Regions from separate parts of the Mus musculus genome. Here all the other regions are linked to region 2. A link is a contact called in public Micro-C, promoter capture Hi-C and targeted proximity ligation data. All regions are on one chromosome and are shown on one strand. The core of a region is the stretch at or near the end of the contact, and the rest is flanking DNA. Distances in the headings are between cores, read along the strand shown.

Region 1 (2,700 bases), core at 162-2,661, 790 kb after region 2:
GGCAGGCTCCTGCCAACACTCACAGACTCAACACTGACTTCACTTTTACTGTGTCTGGGGGAATGAAAAACTTCACGAACCGATTCTCGGCACATTCTTCAAAATCAAGAGCTTTGTTCAGCCATCAAAGAACTCAGCTTAGTTGGACCCTCGAGGTACTTACTGACTTACAGCAGAGTTTACAAAACTGCCACCTCATACATCCGCATCTAAATTGCAAATTGCAAACTTCTCAGATTTCACGTCGAGGGCAGCCTCAACCAGCACCCGCCCAGCCTCTGCTCAGGCCAAAGCCAGTCTGAGCCACTTCCTTCATATTCCGGCCCTACAGAATTTACGTCGACAGCGAATGCCTGTTTCACAAATATGTGTGCATTATTTTCAAAGTCAGGGGCTTGATGCTGCCACAAAAGAAGGAAACTGGATAATTATTGAAGTTGAAGTGACTGTCACTTTAGTAAAACAAACAAACAAGCAAAGCAAAACCAATAAAACAACCTCAAGGGCAAAAAAAAAAAAAAAAAAAAATCACTGAAGCAGCAGCATAAGCAGCTATAAAAGTTGATGTAAATGGCTTTCAGCCTTTGTAATACCAAAGCTGCAGGAGATTAGGAAAAGGGGTCTGGGAATTCATCAAACATTCATCTCCCATTTTTTTACGATCCCTGTCAATTCCCTATCCAAATGAAAATTCCCACGAGTTTATTTAGTCTCGTTTCTCCATATCACAGAAAACACTCTAAGAACAACGTTTTTAAAAGTGAACCAGGAAGGGCGGTCAAGAAAACTGCTTTGAGGAACTTCGTACTCTCTCCAGTTTAGTTCGCGAGAGTCACCCTAAGCAAAAACACTAGGATGCATGACAGAGCGACACTGCCTAAAGCTAGGAGCCGAGAGGGTTGCAGCCCGGCTGTCCCGCTGGCAGCGCCCGAGCAGCTCTCCAAAGCTCCCGGGAGACCTCGGGTCCCTGGCCCGCTCCAGCCCGGGCGCAAACCCCACCCAGCCGCAGCGCACTTCCCGTTCGCCTGCCGGTCAAGAACTCCAACTTGACAGCGACAGGGCGAAATATGAGGAAGTGGCCGCGACCGAGGTGCTGCCACCACACCGCTAGAACGTCCTGGCGAGCCGTGTGGACAGAGTCCGAGGACGCTCCTCGGGAACTCGAGCACCGGGTCCCGCAGCCTGGAGACCCGCACGCGCAGCGCACACCACTCTTACCTGGTTTGACCGGTTTGGGAGGTGGCTTGGACATGGCGCTACACGGAGCGACCAGGCTCAGCCGCGGGAGCCCCACACGCACACGAGAACTGGGCGCCAAGCCTGCGCTGGCCGCGGCCGCTCCGGATCCGCGCGCAACCCGATGCGGGACACTCGGACCAGCGAGCTCCGCAGACAGCCCGGCCTTCCCACCAGGAAGTGGCCGCGCCTCGCCGGCTGCTGATTGGCTGCGGCGGGGAGCCCGGCCGAACCTCAGAGGTCCAGCCTGCTCCGGCACGCCGGAGCCCCGCCTTTCTCTTGGGGGAGGAGCTTTACAGTAGCCACGCCCTCAGGCCCTGCGTAGGGGAGGCTATGAAAGCGCAGTGGACTTCGCTGCCTAGGTGAGCACCGGGCAGTGGTAGGCATGAAACGCTCTTGAAGCTTGCTCTGCGACCCTGCTGGGAAGGATTCGAACCCGCTTCGGTGAGTACCCACTGCCTGCTGCGTACACACGGCGAGGCCTGGGAATCTTCAAGAGTCTCCTTCGCTGTATGTACCAGGAACCTGATCGTGTCTAGGGAAACCGCGGTGGGACTTAGATGCTCCTAAAAAGCAACTAGACACTGCTAGCTGTAGGAGACCCCACATTTGCTAGCTGGAGAATCGGGTCTTGATCCCCCACGGGACAGGACAGCTTTTTCTACAGCATCTGGTTAACAAACTCCAACCCACTTGCTGCCTGGCTTTTATAAAGACTTCTAACAGTGCTTTTGGCGTTTTTTAAATAGCTGAGACAAAAGCATAGTATTTTGTGGCACACGAAAGTTAGGGGAAACTTAGATTTCCGTGACCATAAAATTTTATTAGAACACAGCATGCTCGTTTGCTTATGCATTGGCTTTCTTATTACAATTTCAGAGTTGAATAGTTACCCGCGAAGTCAAAACTATACTACTGGCTGGTACTTTATACAAGTTGCCCAACACGAGAGTTTATGTTCACACATAAGTAAACTCACAATGTCACAGTCAATATTATATGCCTATTGTATATTAGGGGTAATAAAAATGAAAATACTGGTTATGTAAGAAACTACAGGGTCAGCACAATGGTCCAGCTGCCCCTGCTGCCAAACCTGATGAGCAGAGTTCAGCCTCTAGCACCCACACTTTGGAAAGAGAACTCCCAGGAGACCTATGACCTGAGCATGTGTTCTGTGGTGAACCATGGCATGCACCTGCCCACACACATGCACCGCAACCTAGATACAAATGTAAGAAAGCAACTTTTTAAAAAAGAACCTCCACAAAATGGACCTTCAACATGTCTATTGAAGGTTAATTTACGGGGAAAAAAGTGACTGAAACTTCAAGGGGCAAAGGTTAGCAGGAGCTTGGTCATGGCTATGCCCCCAGGCCTTGCTTACCAGGAACTCTACCTGTGGGGGATTTCTGCTTACCAAAAGGGTTCAAAGTTGAAATTAGTCCTATTCATGGGAGCGTA
Region 2 (2,700 bases), core at 170-2,669:
AACGAAAACCCACCAAAGGCACCTCAGCAAAGCATTCCTGCCACACGCCACAACCGGGTACCCCAGGTTCCACGCCAGTAGAAGATTCCCAAGTTCCCGGAGCAGAACATTTCAGCCGCTTTCAATGTCTCCCAGGTTCCTCCCCACCCAGCTCCGGGGGCCCACATTTGGATCCTGGCCAAGAGAGGCAGCAGCCAGGACCCCCCTAAATCCGTGCTTCCCTCCCAGTGTCCCGCCCCCTTCCTCTCTCCCCACCACCTCCCTTCCAGACGCCGCACTCAAAGCCCTCCAGAGCACAGCAATTCTGTGGCCCAGGAGGTTAATCCAGGCTTTTCTCTCCCAGTTAGAACCAGGGGCGTTCTCACTCCTTGGCCTCCAAAAGTCTCAACCTTCCCTGCCACAGCCACTCGCAGGGCTATTTCCTCAAGCTAAATAGCGCTTCTGGACTTCCCAGGTCCAAAGGTCCAGGCGAGTCTCAACCTGTCCAAGGGCACTCCATATTTTCCACAGACCCTACCTGTCCCTCATTGCTTGTAAAAACAAATTAAACAGAGATCCCAGCAACTTCGGGGCATGTGTGTGACTGTGCAACGAGCGCGTTGGAGAGAGCATCGCCCTAGAGTTCGGGCCACAGCTGCAGAAGCACATCTGGAAAAGGGGGAGGGGTCGAAGCGGAGGGGACAAGAAGCCCCCAAACGACTAGCTTCTGGGTGCAGAGCCTGTGTCACCGGGGGTTGGTTACCTGTCCTACGTTGATGAATCCGTACTTGCTGGCTATGCGATCTGCCTCCGCGAAGCCGCCGGCGATCTTCACTGCCCAGTGGTTGGTGTAGACGCGCGTCCGGCATACCGGGAGCAGACAGCCGGCGAGCAGTGCCAGCACGCACAGCAGGTCCCGCCGTCCCGGGCGGCTGCAGCGGTTCCCCCAGTCCCAGTCCATGGTCCCGACGCTTCGCCGCCTTCGCCCGCCCGCTGGCTCGCGCGCTAAGCAGCGCGCACAACTAACTTCTCCGGCCTGGGCCGGCGGGGCGCGCAGCCGGGAGCGGTCGGTAGGAGGCTGAGAGCCCGGGAGCAGAGCAGAACAGCTAGCCCCTCTCAGGCTCTTAGACCATGCCTGGGGCAGAGGGGACGGGGTGACGGGCTCTGGGCCGGCGGGGCGTTGAGCGATCGCTCCCCGGCTTGCACGGGAGGCGGCGGAGTGGGACTGGAGCCTCCGCCGCGGGCTCTCCCGGCTTTGCTCTTGGACTCTTCGTTTGCCTCTTGCTCCTCTCCGGCCCTGGAGCTCCGTGGAAACGACCGGCCGGAGCGCAAGCAGCGGCCGGGCGCCCCCTCTGCTGAACCCGGCTCCAAGCGCTCGCTCGCTCGCTCGCCCTCTCGCTGCGCTCCCTCCGGCTCCGAGCAGCGCGCCGGGACTGTGAGTGGCGACGGCAGCGGCGCCCGCTCCGCATAAATGACTCCCCCGCCCCCCGGAGCACCCCTCCTTTCCCACATCTCCCTCCTCCTCTACTCCTCCGCCCTCACGAGCGGGGCCTCAGCCAGGAGCCACCCAGGTCCTAGCGCCTCCCTGTTCTCCCTGCTGTAAACTCCAGGGTCGGGCCAGTGAAGTCCTCTCCCCAAAGGGCTGAGAGGAGAGTGCCTCCGGAGTCTTGATTTCTATCCTTTTTATTCCGCCGGGCTGCATTTGAATTAATTTCCCGTTACTCTGGAAAGTCTAAGATTTACAGGATAATGAGAGGGAAGTATGGGCAAAGATTCATTCATCCCGGCGCTAAACGCCCAGGACTGAGCATTTTAAGGTCACTCCTGTCTCAATTTCAAAACAAATATCGAGATTTTCACTTCACTAATTCTTTATGCTTTTCAGTAACTGTTTATTTTGCGCATTCTGCTCCCCGGAGAAGCTGTCACACAGGACAGTTAAGTATCATTCACTCTTACAAAAGCCAAAGCCAAAAGTCTGTCGCCTGTTGACTTGGGAGATCAGCCATTCTGATACTCAGCAGCAACATCACAGGAGGGTGAAATCCCTGCTTAGAGCATGGAAAGATATTTCTATGAATATCTACAGTACTAGAGAACGGATAAGTGTGGGTTCCAAGGGAGCGGCCATTCGGTCATTCGTTTCTGTGTCCTTATCTCCAAGGGCTTCATTTACCTCAGCAAGGAGAGTTTTCCAACTTTCCAAGTATGTCACCAGAGCAGAGGGGGAGAGTAATATAAAAAGGACCACAGAGGAAGTCAGATGAAATGCCACCAAGTCTGCGTTAAAGTACCATGACTTCAGACACAACAGGGAATGGTGTCTGGCCTTCTTCAGACTTCTCTAACCACCTTGTCTTTTGCAGGTGAGGGGCCAAAGAGTAGTTTCTTGTAAAAAGAAAAATTGGTCTTTATGAAATGGTTTGCCTAACCTTAAAAGAAGCAGCTGTCCGAAGCCCTCACATCCTATCCCTCTCCTCTTCCAATCCCTTGTCATTCTTCCTAAAGACTAGTTGACTGTGTCTGAGATTAACCCATCTCAGGATGATTTAACTGTCTGAAGGATATCTGCAAGCTTAAATCTACTAGCACCTTGGAGCATAAATTTTATAGATTTTGCATATTGTATAAATAGATTATATTTTTTTTCTTTCAAACAAATTCAAATAACAATGCCCATACATTACAGATCAAGAGGTAGATGAGAAAAGCAGATACATG
Region 3 (2,700 bases), core at 165-2,664, 830 kb after region 2:
TACTGTCTGATGGGATCTCTTGAGTTTTAGGCCAGCCAGGAGTACATAGTGAGATTCTACACCTTCCCCCCCCCCCCCCCCCCCCCCGCCACACACACAGAGGGCGGGGGAGGGGGGGGAGAGAGAGAGAGACTGAAACACCATCCTCTAATTCCTCTGTTGGCACAGAGTGCTACCAGTCTCAGGTTTATGAGAGCATCTGTATGTATCCACTTTGACAAGACTGGAGTCCAGATGGGCAATCCCTGCTGAGGGCTCTACTTCCTGGGACATGGTATCCAGTTTTATGACAAGATACCAAGTGACAGGGCCATTGTTGAGAAGACCCTATTCACCTTATTTGGGGAGACAGGCACTGGCAAGAGGCAAGGGCTCAGAGCAGTGTTTGTAGAATTGGAACTCAGTCACGGATGAAGATCACACTAACGCCTACTGTCAGTTCTTCTGTTGTGAGGTGTCCACCAGAGAGGACTGTTCAGACATGGGTTTAAGCCAATGGAAAGCTCGATTAGCCGGCCATTGACGACACCGGATGTTCGGGATCCCAGTGTAGCAGTGAGCCTCTTGCAGGATGACCTTTATACACAAAAATTATGTTTTGGGTTGACACACTAAAGTTAGCAAGAACAGGTAGCCAGAAGCAGACGTCCAAGAGCTAAAAAGCAAGTACATTTACAGACTTCCCCGGAGCTATGGACTTTGATGGATTCAGCCTTTGTTTTACTTTGGCAGTGGTGCTGTCTGTGTGCTGAGTTTTACAGCCTTAACGGCACTTCATCATAGATTCAGGTGAGCTAAGGTCTCAGGGCCTTCTAAGATCTGGGGCTCTGCTACATTTCTATCTCGAGTAGCTCATCACAGGCGAGGAAGATGCTATGCTGCCAGTAACTATTCCCATAGCCATGACATCCTGAGCAAGGAGGTCACTGATGTCATTGTGGAGTGAATTTACAAGACGAGCGACCAGCTCACAAACCTTCAGGGCTTGCTTCTCAGTTTTCTGAAGGTTTGATTGGAAACACTGACTCTGGTTCATCTCCCAGCTAATGGAATGTCTTCTGATTCTGCAACTTGGACTTTTCCCTGAAGCACTCTTAATTGTGCCTTCATGGGTGCTTAAAGGGAATCCACTTAGAAAACGAGTTTCAAGGGCTAACTTAAGACCTTGCCTTTTTGAGTTTCTAAAGTTAAAACATTCAAAATCAATTCCTGAAAACCCACTTTTTCTTTCTCTTGCCCTTCCTTTCCAGCCTCAGAGCCCGTCCCACTCCAGCGGGCCAGATTCGTGGCCCCGCCCACTGGCTCTCATTGGTGCCTGCTGCTCTAGCACCGCCCCCAGCAAAGGAGCTCCTCCTCCAGCTGGCCCTAGACCCCGCCCTCTAAGCGTATTCGGACGTCAGCGCGTCGTAGCGGAAGCCCGGCAGCGAATGAACGCGGGCGGCCGCGGCCTTAGCCTGGTCGTCGGCGCGTGCGCGGGTCCCGAAACCCTGGCGGAGCGCAGCGCGAATGGAGGCCTGAGGGCGGCGGGGGCGGGGCGTGCCGCGAGCGGGGGCCTCGGCCGCGGCCGGCGCCGTCTAGAGGAGGCCCGGCCGTTCGCCACCACGCACTCGGGAGCCGGGAAGCGCAGGCGGGTCACGCCGTGGGCCGCGGCGGCGATGCAGCGACGACAGCGCGCTCCGCCCGCGTCTCAACCGGCCCAGGACGGCGGGCGAAGCGAGGACGTGGAGGTGCAGTTCTCCGCCGGGCGTTTGGGCTCGGCCGCGCCTGCGGGGCCCCCGGCGCGCGGCACCGCCGAGGACGAGGAGCGGCTGGAGCGCGAGCACTTCTGGAAGGTCATCAACGCGTTCCGCTACTACGGGTAAGGCGCGCCCGCCCGCCCGCACGCCGCAGTCTCGGGGCCCGCCTCGTGGCTGGTTCGCGGAGCCCGCGGTCACCTGCGCGCGGGCGGTCCCGTGGGGCTGCCTCCCACCTCACCCGGAGCCGCCGGAGCGAGTGTGCACTTTTTGTAGAGAACTGAACGGTGCTGCCGAGTGGCTCTGACCGGATGGTGGAGGGAGGAAGAGATCCCGGAGTTGCAAAATGTGCATCTTGGTAAGGAAAAAAGAGAGCGGGCACCGGAGCCGGCTTTATGTTCTTGTGGTCTGCGAGTAAGTACGGAATTCCTCTCGTGGGCTAGGCATGGTTGTGGGACTCTTCTGTAGGCTCTCCATTCGTATCGCAGCTTCCTAACTTCTACATATGGTCTGGATAGGTGTTCAGATAGCCCAATGAGAATGCCCAAGTACAGATCTGTTCGCGTCTTCGTGCACCCGGGGTTTTGGGCAAGGAGAGTTAGTACATTTATATCCGTAAGCGACACAGTCCACTGTGTTCTGAACCTGTGGTTAGAACCAGAGAGATGAGCGTGACCTCGTGTGCGGATCAAACCAACCTAGGTGGTACTCTGTTGCTATTTGTATTACAGTTGTTTATATATGTAACTCTTTGCCCAGGTCTGACTCCCATCGAGGGCAAGGACGAACCTTACTTTTATGGCACTGTGTTTGGCAATGCTGTTGAAGCTCTATTTTAAAAATAAAACATAGTGGCAAAAGAGGACACTCCCCCAACAGCCCTAATCAGTCTTGCGCGGTGGTTCTATTACTTTGTTACTGTTTTGAATTGAACAGTTATTTAGGATCTGATGGTTACAGAGTGTCA
Region 4 (2,700 bases), core at 48-2,547, 730 kb after region 2:
AAGAGAGAAGGTAGAAAGAGAGAGAGAGACCGGGCATGGCCACATGGAGAGAGGGGAGAAGGGAAAGAGAAAGAGAGCTAGAGAATAAGAAAGGTGAAAGCTTAAAGAGAGAGAGAGGTGGGGCCAAGCAGTCTCTCTTATAGTAGGCTGGGCTATCTTCCTGTTGTTAGGTAACTGTGGGGAGGAGTCTAGCCAGAATGCCACAAGCTTGGGACATTGTCTACGTGACAGATAACCACGCGCCTCTCCTGTGGGGGCTGTGGGGACAGTAACTTTGACAGGAGCCAGGGGTCCAGGAGACTTGATTGAATGCCTTCTGTCCCATGTAGGTGGAAATTACCACCCACCAATCCCACCGGGGGTTCAAGACCTATGCTCAACTGGAGACCAGGCTCTCTGTGCATAGCCCATTGCCCCACAGGTGGTCATGCAGAAGAATAACTGGAGTACACATTCACAGAGAAGAGACATGTGCTAGCATACTGGGACCGCAGCCACTGCCAGTCTGAAGAGCAAACAATGTGGCCTCATTTTCACAGCCTCTGAGCTATGAAAAATCATGCCCCAGAAAACTAGGCAAACCTTCAGTGTAATGTCTCATTGTTATGCCTTGCTTTTTCCCACCATTAAATTCCACCCACCAAATAGAAGGCAGCTGTGACCAAAAAACGGGGCTGGTGTATTGGCTTCCTGGAGCATGGGACTCACACTCATGAGAACGATGACATGTCTCAACTAAGGTCACTAGGGGAGGGTGCTAAGGGGCATGGAGGTTTGCCAAAGTGTGGATTTCGGGCAAAAGGAAAGGGGCAAGGTCTATGTAGAGACATCAGAATTGTATGAGAAGGAGGAAAGCCGGACAGTCGAGAATCGTATCTCTAAGTGGTAAGAGTCCTTTGCAATTACTAGAAAGCATTTGAGCATTTGTCTTGAACTAAAGGTAAATAAGCTGGTGCTAAAAGCTTATGCTGCAAATGCAGATCCTTTGGGCTTAGGCAGTCTTGACAGCCAGGATGGCTTCTGGGGGCAGTTGTGCAACTTGTGGCTTCTGTTTCATTTCTTACCTCTTAAAACGTCTCTGTGCGTTACTCAAGTGATCTGAGTGGCTATCAGAGACCAGTAACCATTCCATTAATACAGGGAAAGGGGGGACAGCTTACACGCTGGGTATCTCCAAAATGTCTCAGTGGTTTATAAAACTCTGTGATCTGAAGATTAAAAACAGGCAATCTGACTTCTGAAAGACTCATGACCTTTGGCAAGTTTGTATTTTTGTGTAAACTGAAACTCAAATAGTACAATTGATTTGCAGCTTAGCTCAAAAGTTTGATGTGAGCTACAATCAAAGCTTGACTCAGTTCCCATCACCCTGGCTAGCTAGTCATTTGGGCAAATTAACACCTTTGGGTCAAGTTCATTACCATCAAAATGACATAATAGCACATCACTCCTAGGGTTATTGTGAGAATTAAGTAGCATGGGAAATGTAGTTATGTGACACACATAACAGATATCAAATAACCATAAGAGTTGGTGGCTTAAATATGGCAATTTTATTTCACTCACGGTTTTGCAGATCAAGATTACAGTAAAAGATTGCCTGAGTATTCACACCACTTCAAGTATCAGCTAAGGTGATTTCTCAAGGGTTGAAGGATCTGAATCCAAGATGGCTCCCTTCTGGACTTAGGACATGCTTGTCCTAGCTGTCAGAGGGAGATGACCAACAGCTTTCAGCTACAGGCTGGTGTCCTCCCCAGGGGGCTACTCTGGTTCCCTGCCTACTAGGTTCCAAGAGACCTGAGCAGAAGCTGGCTGACTTCATATAACATAGCCCTAGTTCCCAGAGGCCCACATCATTGCTGTCTACCAGTGAAGCATGTCCCGAAAGTCATCAGAGACTCAAGAGAGTAAGAATTAATCTCTACTTTTCCCAAGTGAAATGGTAATTTGGGCCTGTCTAAAATCCAGCCCCACTTCTGAAGTGTTTACTACACTAGCCACCATTCTCTGAACTATTGCGACCACTGGCTCTTACCAGAAAGAAGACAGAAGAACACCAGGCAGTTTTGTGTCTTAAATTGGCATCAGAGAATCAAAGAAAATAAGAGGTAGAGATTGGAAAGGACCATAGTTTAACTGTTCTCTAGACACAACAGAACAACTGTACTCATGAACTCAGGTCAGCTCTAGTTGCTTGCCCAAGATCAACTAAGTCACTATTCTAGCATAGCAGAAAGAGTTCACAGGTCTCTACTCCTCACCTGACAATCTACCCACAGTCCTTGGCTTCTGGAGAAAAGTTGGTTTTCTTTCAGGGTGTGGCCCCTACTAGGTCACCCATATTAAAATGGATTGTCCCACACCCAGGAGTTTATATGTGCAGCACAAATTGGATTATAGTTGTTTTGACAAGAGGACACAAAGTTGGGGAGAGGTGGAAGAAGGTGGTTATGGGAGGAATTGGGAGGAAGAGCAAAACTAAAATTAATAAATAAAAAAAATGGTAGCCTGAAAGAAACAGTGTTGTTGCTGTGATATATCATACCCTGTGATTTTCGGGGCTTTAGAAATGGTTTGTAGAAGAATGTGGGACAATTTTGAGTTGCGGGCTAGAGACTCACTAGTGATATTAAGAAGAGCTTAATGGGTGGCTTTAGTGGGCAATTGAAAGATTAGAATACTAACAGGAAGGGATGC
Region 5 (2,700 bases), core at 129-2,628, 910 kb after region 2:
GAACCTTGATCTGAAGAGATGAAAGCAGAAGATAGTAGTCATGGGGCACTGAGAGACGGCAGCATGTGCCATTCCAAATCCTTAGTCTTTCGGGTGAGTCTGTTGATGGTTGAATTCCCAGGCCTTAGGGCTGTGAAGAGTGTTAACAGAGATGATCTCTGAAGGAACAAGTCAGAAGACTCTGCTTTGCCTTATAAGAGCATCTGTGCCTGTCTATAGATCATTAACAATTTGAGGAGGTAAACGAGAGGAAAGGACTTTTCATTTCTTAATAGACAAAGCATCAAGATACCAACATACTGATTTACTAACAAGGCAAAAAAAAAAAAAAAAAAGTCACTGAAACCACACAGAGAAATAAATGAGGAAACAAATTTTATTAACTGTGTCGGCAAGTGTGAGCTCACCAGGCAAAAATTTGGACTGGACTAAATAGTAGGTGTCACTAATTTAAAGTCATAAATGCCTAGTATTGTTCATTATAGTATGTGTAATCCCCTGAGTATCATGTCTCCCATATGTCTCCTCTTCCAATACATAGAGATACATTGGAAATCACTGACCATAGTCTTGGTCAAGATTGCCTACCTAGTCAGAGAAAGCTCTTCCCCAAAATAACGGAGAGCGTTTGTATGATACTTCTTTTTTTTTTTTTAAAGACTTATTTATTTATTATATGTAAGTACACTGTAGCTGTCTTCAGACACTCCAGAAGAGGGAGTCAGATCTCATTATGGATGGTTGTGAGCCACCATGTGGTTGCTGGGATTTGAACTCCGGACCTTCAGAGGAGGAGCAGTCGGGTGCTCTTACCCACTGAGCCATCTCACCAGCCCCGTATGACACTTCATAAATAAAGCAAGGTCACTGTGTTTGTTCAGTGTAGTCTCTGTGAGAAAGGTGGGTTTTCTTTATTATTCTCTCTGTATAGGTAAGTAAACTGAGGCCCGGAAGAGTCTCTCGTCATGCTCAGCAACTCATGGGCATTTCAGAAACACAGAGAACGTAAACCGACCGTCTCCTCACCTAAAGCTCTGACCCAAGAATCTAAAATTTGTCTGATGACAGTGACCATACCTGATCAGCAGCCAAACTTCTTTGGAGTCATGTCTTTCCTACAGAGGCGTTAACAGAGCCCAACAGGCATTGTGAAAACTCCTCAGGGCTGTAAAAGACAGCGTCCATGTGCAGGTGGAGCCCAGATTGATTCCACAGTCAAAAGCTCAGACATTGTTTTGGTTGCTGGCCTGGAAAAATCTAGGATGAAAGCCGGACCTGCAGCTGAGTGCTCTCCTATGAACAGGGGTCAGGCCCAGGGCCCCAGGTGGCAGTGGGTGGAGCCAGGCGCACGCGTATCTAACTGCGATCTCGAATAGGTAGGATTTGCGAAATGCTAGCTTTCAAGTCCTCTAGTCTCCACCCGAACATGATTATCGTAGCTGAGGTTTTGGCAACCGCGTGGACCCTTCCGAAGGGCAGGACCCGCAGTCTTTCTTCCGGGAGTTGGGACCGGCCTGGAGCTGGGTCAGGGCCGAGCGGAAACCGAACCCAGGGTCGAGGCGGCAGGGCGCGCGTGTGAGTCCCGGACTCCGGAGTCCGAGTCCAGGAGGAATCGAGTCCTGGGAGGTGTCCCGGACGAGGAGGAATTCGCTGTCGCTTCGGCTCCTGTGGTGGTGAGAATGCAGGTCAAGGTAAAAAGTTGGGCCTGAAGATGTTCGCATTGGCCCCTGTCCCTGTTACTGCGGGGCTCCTGCATGGGATCAAGGTTCCTAGATCCTGGAGAGTGACAGCGCCTAGCCCAGCGCTTGAGGTGCTGTGCCTGGCTGGGTGTCCTATAGGACAACCGGGGAACAAGCTGCCTGTCACCTTTACGGGTTCTTCTTTACTTCCACACTTTGTGTGAGAAATAGTATTATTTATTGTTCCCGAAGTGTGCAGGCAGAGTTCAGGCTTGCCACACACATTGGCTCATTTCAACCCGGGCGGGCTGATAGGACACATTTTTTTGGTCTCTTCTCAGGCAGTTTGAACTGACGTCTCTGCTCCATCACCACCTGTAACCCTGAAAGTTTTGTTATTTGCTTCAGCTTTCACATTTGGAGCAACTGGAAAGTACTATTTGAAGATTAAGTGGGATGTGATAATGTTTAATGTGTTTGACAAAGTTGCAAGAGCGTTCCTTTTCCTCCTGTACTGGGGATTGGTCCTAGGACCTCCAGTATCCAAGCTCTCTACCATGGAGCTACATTCGCAGCCTGTTCAGCGTCTTTCAGTAGCTGGGACAACAGGTCTGCATCATCAGGCCTGACTTAACTGTTTCATCCTGCCAATAATTCTGTAGTGTCTTAAATGGCATCACTCTTCCCCCAACCTCCTTCCTTTGGGGGAGAAAATGAAACTGAGGGAGAAAAGTAGAATTGAGATGTGACGTCATGTCAAGGCATAGAGAGAGCAGGGATCATCTAGTCATACACGTGCTGGTGATGGTTTGTTCTACATAACAGCGTCACTCTTAACTGCTCAGGGAAAATGTAGTCTTCAGTTTCTTTGTCCCGGTAAGCACTATCATGTGAATTACCGCGGGATGCCATGAGAGCCGAGGACAGCTTCAGGAACTGGTTCTCTCTATCCCCTGTGACACCTGGAGATAATTCTTCGTTATCAGGCTAGCAGGACAATTGAGTTTATATACTTGATGAG
Region 6 (2,700 bases), core at 159-2,658, 880 kb after region 2:
TCTTAGAAATACAGATAAGTGAGTGGACTGAGGGGGAAATTACAAAGAAGTAGTAATTCATGGTCCGAAACAAGACTACTTGGGGACAGGAAAGAGAAACGGGACAGTGAAGAGGCACACAGATGCTCTTTCCCTTCTGAAGCCAGGCAGGGACACTTGCGTGTTACGGTCATTTTAGCTATGCATATGCTTTATACTACCTTGTGTACATAATGCTAAGTATCACAAGGAATGAGGGGCGGGGTGGGGGGAGGGCAGCAAGATTCTGGAGAACAGAAGGAACACACCTGCCCATGTTGTATTCTATTGTGTTGGAACATGGTCTCCGCACAACAAATCATCTGTGTCACTAGTGTGAAAATGGCAATGGCGAATTTATCATTTGTTCCAGGTGGAAGAATTACCAAGTGCAAACAGGAAATGGAGCGATCAAACAGAACTTTCTGTACACTACCGATAACGCTGTTTGTGCTTGTTGGTTATTTGCTGTCCTCCCACCAATGCAAACCGTGATGGGTTTGTTTGAGCCAGTATTTTAGTCTTTCGGTAAAAGCAAAAAGTAACTCAAGGATAGAGATCTTGCCTCCCATGCCCAAGGCCGTAGGTTCAATCCCCAGTGCTGGAAGGAAGTTTCTCTGTGTAGATGGCTTACAACTACATCTAGAGATATTTAAGCATGCACATGGCGCATATTCATAAATACACCCATACACAGTACCTATCAGCTAAAACAGCTCTACCATGCCCTAGAAAGAATGTTTCTCCGGAGCGTTGATGGGCTTGGTTTCTTTTTGTTTGTTTTGTTTTTTCCTTAGTTTTGTTTGGTTACTGCGTTTTCTCCTTATCCTTGCAGCACTGGGGATAGAATCTAAGGCCTTGGGCATGGTAGGCAAGCACCCTATCCTTTAGTTACTTTTTGCTTTTTACCAAAAAAAAAAAAAAAAAAAAAAGTACGGACTTATTTCTGCCACGGTTTACATTTTTCTGCCAAGACACCACCCACTGGAGAGGTCCTGGAACCTGCAGGCCGCTGCGGGCTAAGCAGACACTTCCGCCGCCCCAGGATCGCAGCACAGAGGAAAGGGCCCCAGCGCACTTGCCGCTGGGACCTCTGAGGCCGCGGAGTCTTTCGGCCGCTCCTGCCCGAGTCCTCGCTTGGGGACCGAGAGGCGCACACACAGGGGAATGCGAACAACCGTGCAAGTCAAAAGAAGGCCGCCAGGGGGTAGCGGCCTCCTTCCATCCACATCCCCATGCCCCGCCCCCTCAGAGGGCGCACTTCCGGCCGCAAGGGCGCTCGGGAACGCGAACCGCGAGCCTCCACCAACCAGCGGCTGTGCTGGATGGGCGCAGGTGCGCGCGCATCACGGCGCAGGTTCGAAACTCCGGCGCTGCGCGGTGGCTCCCCCACAACGTCTCGTCCGCCCTCGGGACAGCCGAGCTCTGCGCTGCCCTTCGCCCTCCGCCCGCCGCCCGCGCGACCCTCGTCCCTGGCCCATGGCCAAGCGGCGTGCGGCTGAGCCGCTCACGTTCCGCGTGCCTTGGAAGCGGCTCCTGCTCAGCGACTTCCCCGAGGAGCCGCCGCTCTGGGTCCCGCCGTCTGGGACGGCTCGGCCCCTCAAGCGCCAGGGGGACGCGGGGATCATGGCGGAGCCTGCGTCTGCGCCCCGCAAGCGACGCGGCGGCGGGGACGACAGACAGGAGCTGCAGGGCTGTAGCCGGGAGCCCGGAGAGCCACCTCCTGGCGAGCAGGAGGAACCCCGGGCCGCGGGCGGCGGCGACAGAGTAGAAAGCGCGGGCAGCCCGCAGGTAGCCGACGGGGTGCACAGCCAGGTAGGTCCGCTACTCACTAGCCCGGAGCTCGGTGCCAGGCCGCGGAAGTCGGGCCATCGAGTGGGCCAGACGGGCTGGACCCTAGAGGGTCAGCTCAGTGACCAACGGGAGAGAGGCGTTTAATTTGATGGGGAATGCTGTAGAACTTCTAGCATGCTTTCCAGTAGCATTCATCAGAGGACCTGTTAACTCCTAATGTTCAGTGCTGTGAGAATGGATTGTTGGACTCACTGTCCTCTCCGCTGCTTTGTTTTGGTAGCCGCTAGCCATGTGATCAGACAGAATACACTAGAAATATAACTTGACCAAACTTATGTGTTTTAAGTGTAAGAAGAGTAGGAGCGCCAAATATGTTTTAAGATAAAGGGTCGGGTTCTGAACTGTGTTACACACGAAGCAACTTGCCGCATATTGGGTGTACTGTTTGTTAATTTTATTTTTAGACACGTGACTAGAAAACTTAAAGTGAGTGTTTTGCTTTTTCAGACAGGGTTTATCTATGTGTAGCCCTGGCTGTCCTGGAACTCACTCTGTAGACCAGGCTGGCCTTGAACTCAGAAATCCGCCTGCCACTGCCTCCCAAGTGCTGGGATTAAAGGCGTGGGCCACCACTGCCCGGCCTTCGAGTGAGTTATAACCCATACTATATATGTATCGCACAGCATTGGCCCGACTTAGGGACTCAAGAGCCTTCTTTAAAGCAGTTCTTGCATAAGTTGGTGGAGCATGAGGTGAAGAAGCAAGGGTGATTCTTAGAGCTCGCCAAACTCAGCCACCTTGGCATGCGTCTGCTCAGTGTCCTTTTCTAGTTATTTTATAACAAAGTTGATAAGATAACGGAAATTTTCTCTTCGTGTAGCCCTGGCT
Region 7 (2,700 bases), core at 157-2,656, 960 kb before region 2:
AAGAGAGGGGCTGTGGGTGAGGCGGCGGCCGCGCACACGGTGGAGGGAGCAGGCAGCTGCTGCGACGCCGTGGGGACAGACAACGCCGGCGGCAGCGTGGTCACGGGTGGTAGCGCAGGCGTGGGCTTGATGGGCACCGGTACAGCTGGCAGGCTCTGGTTTGCCGAGTGGCACAGAGCCTTGACTGGCACCCCGAATGCCCCATACTCCGGGCCTACCGGGACCCCAGCTGCGGCGGCAGCAGCGGCAGCCGCGGCTACCGAATCCATCACGCCAACATGAGGCCACACGGAGCCGACAACATTGCTGAGCTGGCCCGGCACGGGGTAGCCCAAGTGGTGCATGACCGACGCCAAAGGCAACCCTCCAGCCTGCAGCACGCCCTTGTAGTCCCGCCCGATGATGTTCTCTATGGCGAACGGATGTTTGAAGCCTGTGGTGGACGCGGCGGCTGCAGCGGCGGCGGCGGCGGCCGAGCCCAGCCCGTAGGGTGGGAACTGAGACAGACGCCCCACGCTGCCCACCGCTGCGGCCGCCGCCGCTGCTGCGGCCGCCGCCACGGCCGCCGCCTCCTGCATCTTGCCGGGATGGGACGTCTGCGGAGGCTGCGACTGCGGCTGTGGCTGCTGCGCGGGCTGCGACGGGAGGTGTGGAGGCTGCGGAGCCGGAGCCGGCTGCTGGTGGAAATAGGGCACCATGTGCGGCGGCGGCGGCGGGGGCGGCTGCGGCGGGTGGTGATGGTGGTGATGGTGTGCGGCGTGGTGGTGATGGTGGTGGTGGTGGTGTGCGTGGTGGGGATGGTGGGGATGCAGGTGACCTCCTGGCCCCGTGCCGGGCGCGCCCTTGCTGCTTCCTGAGTGTAGGTGAGCGTGGTCTGCGCGTAGCACCTTGAAGCGCTTGCGGCGCCGCAGGAAGCTGCCGTTCTCGAACATGTCACCGCAGTCAGGGTGTAGCGCCCAGAAGCTGCCCTTACCGGGTTGGTCCGGCCTCCGAGGGATCTTGATGAAACAGTCGTTGAAGGAGAGGTTGTGGCGCAGGCTGTTCTGCCAGCGCTGCGTGTGCTCGCGGTAGTAGGGGAAGCGCTCCATGATGAACTTGTAGATGTCGCTCAGAGGCAGCATCTTCTCAGCCGAATGCTGGATGGCCATGGCGGTCAGTGAGATGTAAGAGTAGGGCGGCTTTTGGTCGCTGTAGGAACTCTTCCCTGGCCGTGGCATCTTCCCAGGCTCTTCCACTTCCGTCCGGCCCACAGTGGGCCTTAACGCCTCTCGGAAAGCCGGATACCAGGCTTAAGTGTCCCCACTAATTCTCTCTCCACCTGCGCAGCCTGATCCCCAGCTTTCTTGGTCCCCAGACCCCTTTTGCCTTGGTCCTCCTCCTTCGGGGAGCTGCCCCGGGTCCCCGCAATTGGCTTTTTGAGCCAATACAGTTTTATGGCGCTCACAACTTCTGGTCTTGACTGTCGTGGGCAGGCCCTCACAGTAGCCAGAGAGACTCGCCAGCTTTACCTTGCTTTTCTCCGTCTCGTCCTCCTCTTGGATGACTAGACTTGAGCTCTGGAGCGAAAGGCTGTGGAATGAGTTTCTTTTTGGTCTCTTTTCCCTTTATCGGTACAAAGGCAGCTCAGATCAAACCAACTGGATAATGAAGACTGGCTTTTTAAGCTCGAGTCCACACTAGCTGTCCCGAGGCCACTGGTGACCGATCTTTCGACCCTGGAAGCTGACCTGGTACTGGGTCTGTCCGCGCTGGAGTTCAAATCTTACAAAAAGGGGTAGACAGGGTAAGAAGAGAGAGAGGGAGCGCGCACTTTCCTATCCGCTACTGTACGTACGTACCCTCTTTTTTCAGGAGATCTGCAGGCAAGCTGAAAATGGAAGAGGCACCGAGCTCTAGGTGGTGGTTCCAAGAAAAAAGTTTGGTGCTGTCTACAGCAGCGGCGCCCACCGTCAGGCTCTATGGAGGGGACGGTGTCAGAACTCCCGGAGCTAGCCGCAGGCTGCAGGGGGCGTCTGCGTAGACAGGCTAGGACCCGGCTCGCCCGGTCCGAACAGCCGTCTGAGCTGCAGCTGCAGCCGCTCTGCCCCGCGGGTTTTGAGAAGACGCGCTGCTGTGGCAGCGACGCGCTCTCCTGGCTGCGTTTTGTAATGGTCCCCGAGACGCCGAGACCCCTGCAGCTTGCGCTTCGAGACTATCACATGACCGAGGCTGAGGGACTCCGCCGCCGCCGCCTCCACAGCCTCTTCTTTTGCTGAAGAAGGGGCAAGAAGGCACAATTTCTCGTCTCCGCCCCTTCTCCATTTCCACTGGTCACCCCGACCCTTCGCTTTCACTTCCCGCTTGCCAGCCCAGGCTTCAGCCGTCTGACCACTGAGAAGGGGTCACTGTCTAGTTGTGGGGGTCTGCTGTTCCACAGCAAGGGGGCACGGCACTGCTTTCTCACCCGTCAGGTCTTGCATAGCTCTCTCCCTTTATCATTCAGTCTTTTCACCCACTCTCCCTTAGTTTCCCGGTGGCCTAGCCATTTAGGTCTCCAGTTTGGAGCACCTTTGTCTCCAGCTCCTTTTCTCTTGGAGAAACAGAGACGCCCAGAGGGTTGTAAGTGGAAACCAATAGAAAGAAGAGCTGGGGCCTACAGATCGGCCCATTTTTTGGCAGGTTCAGCGAGGCACGAATTGCTCTTTGCACCCCAGAACCTTG

Evidence for each region. Promoter capture Hi-C pulls out the DNA fragments that hold promoters and counts their contacts. A called contact is a pair of places that touch in the nucleus more often than the background predicts.
Region 1: a contact with region 2 is called in a promoter capture Hi-C map of hippocampal neurons, with 5 times the contacts expected there. A contact is called at or near these places in 8 of 39 promoter capture datasets (cranial neural crest, embryonic stem cells, frontonasal cranial neural crest and 5 more), 3 of 484 Hi-C or Micro-C datasets (embryonic stem cells and uterus), 7 of 130 datasets of targeted methods (VIP interneurons, astrocytes, cardiomyocytes and 4 more) and 1 of 9 other capture datasets (embryonic stem cells).
Region 3: a contact with region 2 is called in a targeted proximity ligation map of cardiomyocytes, with 13 times the contacts expected there. A contact is called at or near these places in 4 of 39 promoter capture datasets (cranial neural crest, frontonasal cranial neural crest, hippocampal neurons and 1 more) and 6 of 130 datasets of targeted methods (astrocytes, cardiomyocytes, embryonic forebrain and 3 more).
Region 4: a contact with region 2 is called in a promoter capture Hi-C map of liver. A contact is called at or near these places in 7 of 39 promoter capture datasets (cranial neural crest, embryonic stem cells, frontonasal cranial neural crest and 3 more), 11 of 130 datasets of targeted methods (VIP interneurons, cardiomyocytes, embryonic forebrain and 8 more) and 1 of 9 other capture datasets (embryonic stem cells).
Region 5: a contact with region 2 is called in a targeted proximity ligation map of embryonic stem cells, with 6 times the contacts expected there. A contact is called at or near these places in 1 of 39 promoter capture datasets (embryonic stem cells) and 2 of 130 datasets of targeted methods (embryonic stem cells and fetal liver).
Region 6: a targeted proximity ligation map of astrocytes shows a contact between it and region 2, with 4 times the contacts expected there. A contact is called at or near these places in 7 of 39 promoter capture datasets (the HPC-7 cell line, cranial neural crest, embryonic stem cells and 3 more), 2 of 484 Hi-C or Micro-C datasets (LSK cells and cardiomyocytes) and 4 of 130 datasets of targeted methods (astrocytes, embryonic stem cells, forebrain and 1 more).
Region 7: a Micro-C map of embryonic stem cells shows a contact between it and region 2, with 19 times the contacts expected there. A contact is called at or near these places in 3 of 39 promoter capture datasets (embryonic stem cells and stem cell-derived epiblast-like cells), 15 of 484 Hi-C or Micro-C datasets (all in embryonic stem cells), 6 of 130 datasets of targeted methods (astrocytes and embryonic stem cells) and 1 of 9 other capture datasets (embryonic stem cells).

Annotation. Positions count from the first base shown.
Region 1 is chr19:18,630,402-18,633,101 of GRCm38.p6, forward strand. It overlaps Ostf1 (osteoclast stimulating factor 1), which reads right to left and starts at 1,412. Exons shown (of 10, transcript NM_017375.3): 1 at 1,219-1,412. The coding sequence starts at 1,252. Nmrk1 (nicotinamide riboside kinase 1) reads left to right here and starts at 1,615. Exons shown (of 9, transcript NM_145497.2): 1 at 1,615-1,680.
Region 2 is chr19:17,836,213-17,838,912 of GRCm38.p6, forward strand. Pcsk5 (proprotein convertase subtilisin/kexin type 5) reads right to left here and starts at 1,420. Exons shown (of 38, transcript NM_001190483.2): 1 at 743-1,420. The coding sequence starts at 940.
Region 3 is chr19:18,669,345-18,672,044 of GRCm38.p6, forward strand. It overlaps Carnmt1 (carnosine N-methyltransferase 1), which reads left to right and starts at 1,415. Exons shown (of 8, transcript NM_026120.5): 1 at 1,415-1,858. The coding sequence starts at 1,656.
Region 4 is chr19:18,567,929-18,570,628 of GRCm38.p6, forward strand. No RefSeq gene overlaps it. Among named protein-coding and RNA genes, the nearest start is that of Ostf1, 63 kb to the right of the region's middle.
Region 5 is chr19:18,748,352-18,751,051 of GRCm38.p6, forward strand. It overlaps Trpm6 (transient receptor potential cation channel, subfamily M, member 6), which reads left to right and starts at 1,379. Exons shown (of 39, transcript NM_153417.2): 1 at 1,379-1,691. The coding sequence starts at 1,680. It overlaps Gm41814 (a long non-coding RNA gene), which reads right to left and starts at 1,424. Exons shown (of 3, transcript XR_877745.3): 1 at 1,078-1,424; 2 at 1-130.
Region 6 is chr19:18,711,827-18,714,526 of GRCm38.p6, forward strand. D030056L22Rik (RIKEN cDNA D030056L22 gene) reads left to right here and starts at 1,409. Exons shown (of 2, transcript NM_001374130.1): 1 at 1,409-1,833. The coding sequence starts at 1,498.
Region 7 is chr19:16,872,424-16,875,123 of GRCm38.p6, forward strand. Foxb2 (forkhead box B2) reads right to left here and starts at 1,407. Exons shown (of 1, transcript NM_008023.2): 1 at 1-1,407. The coding sequence starts at 1,217.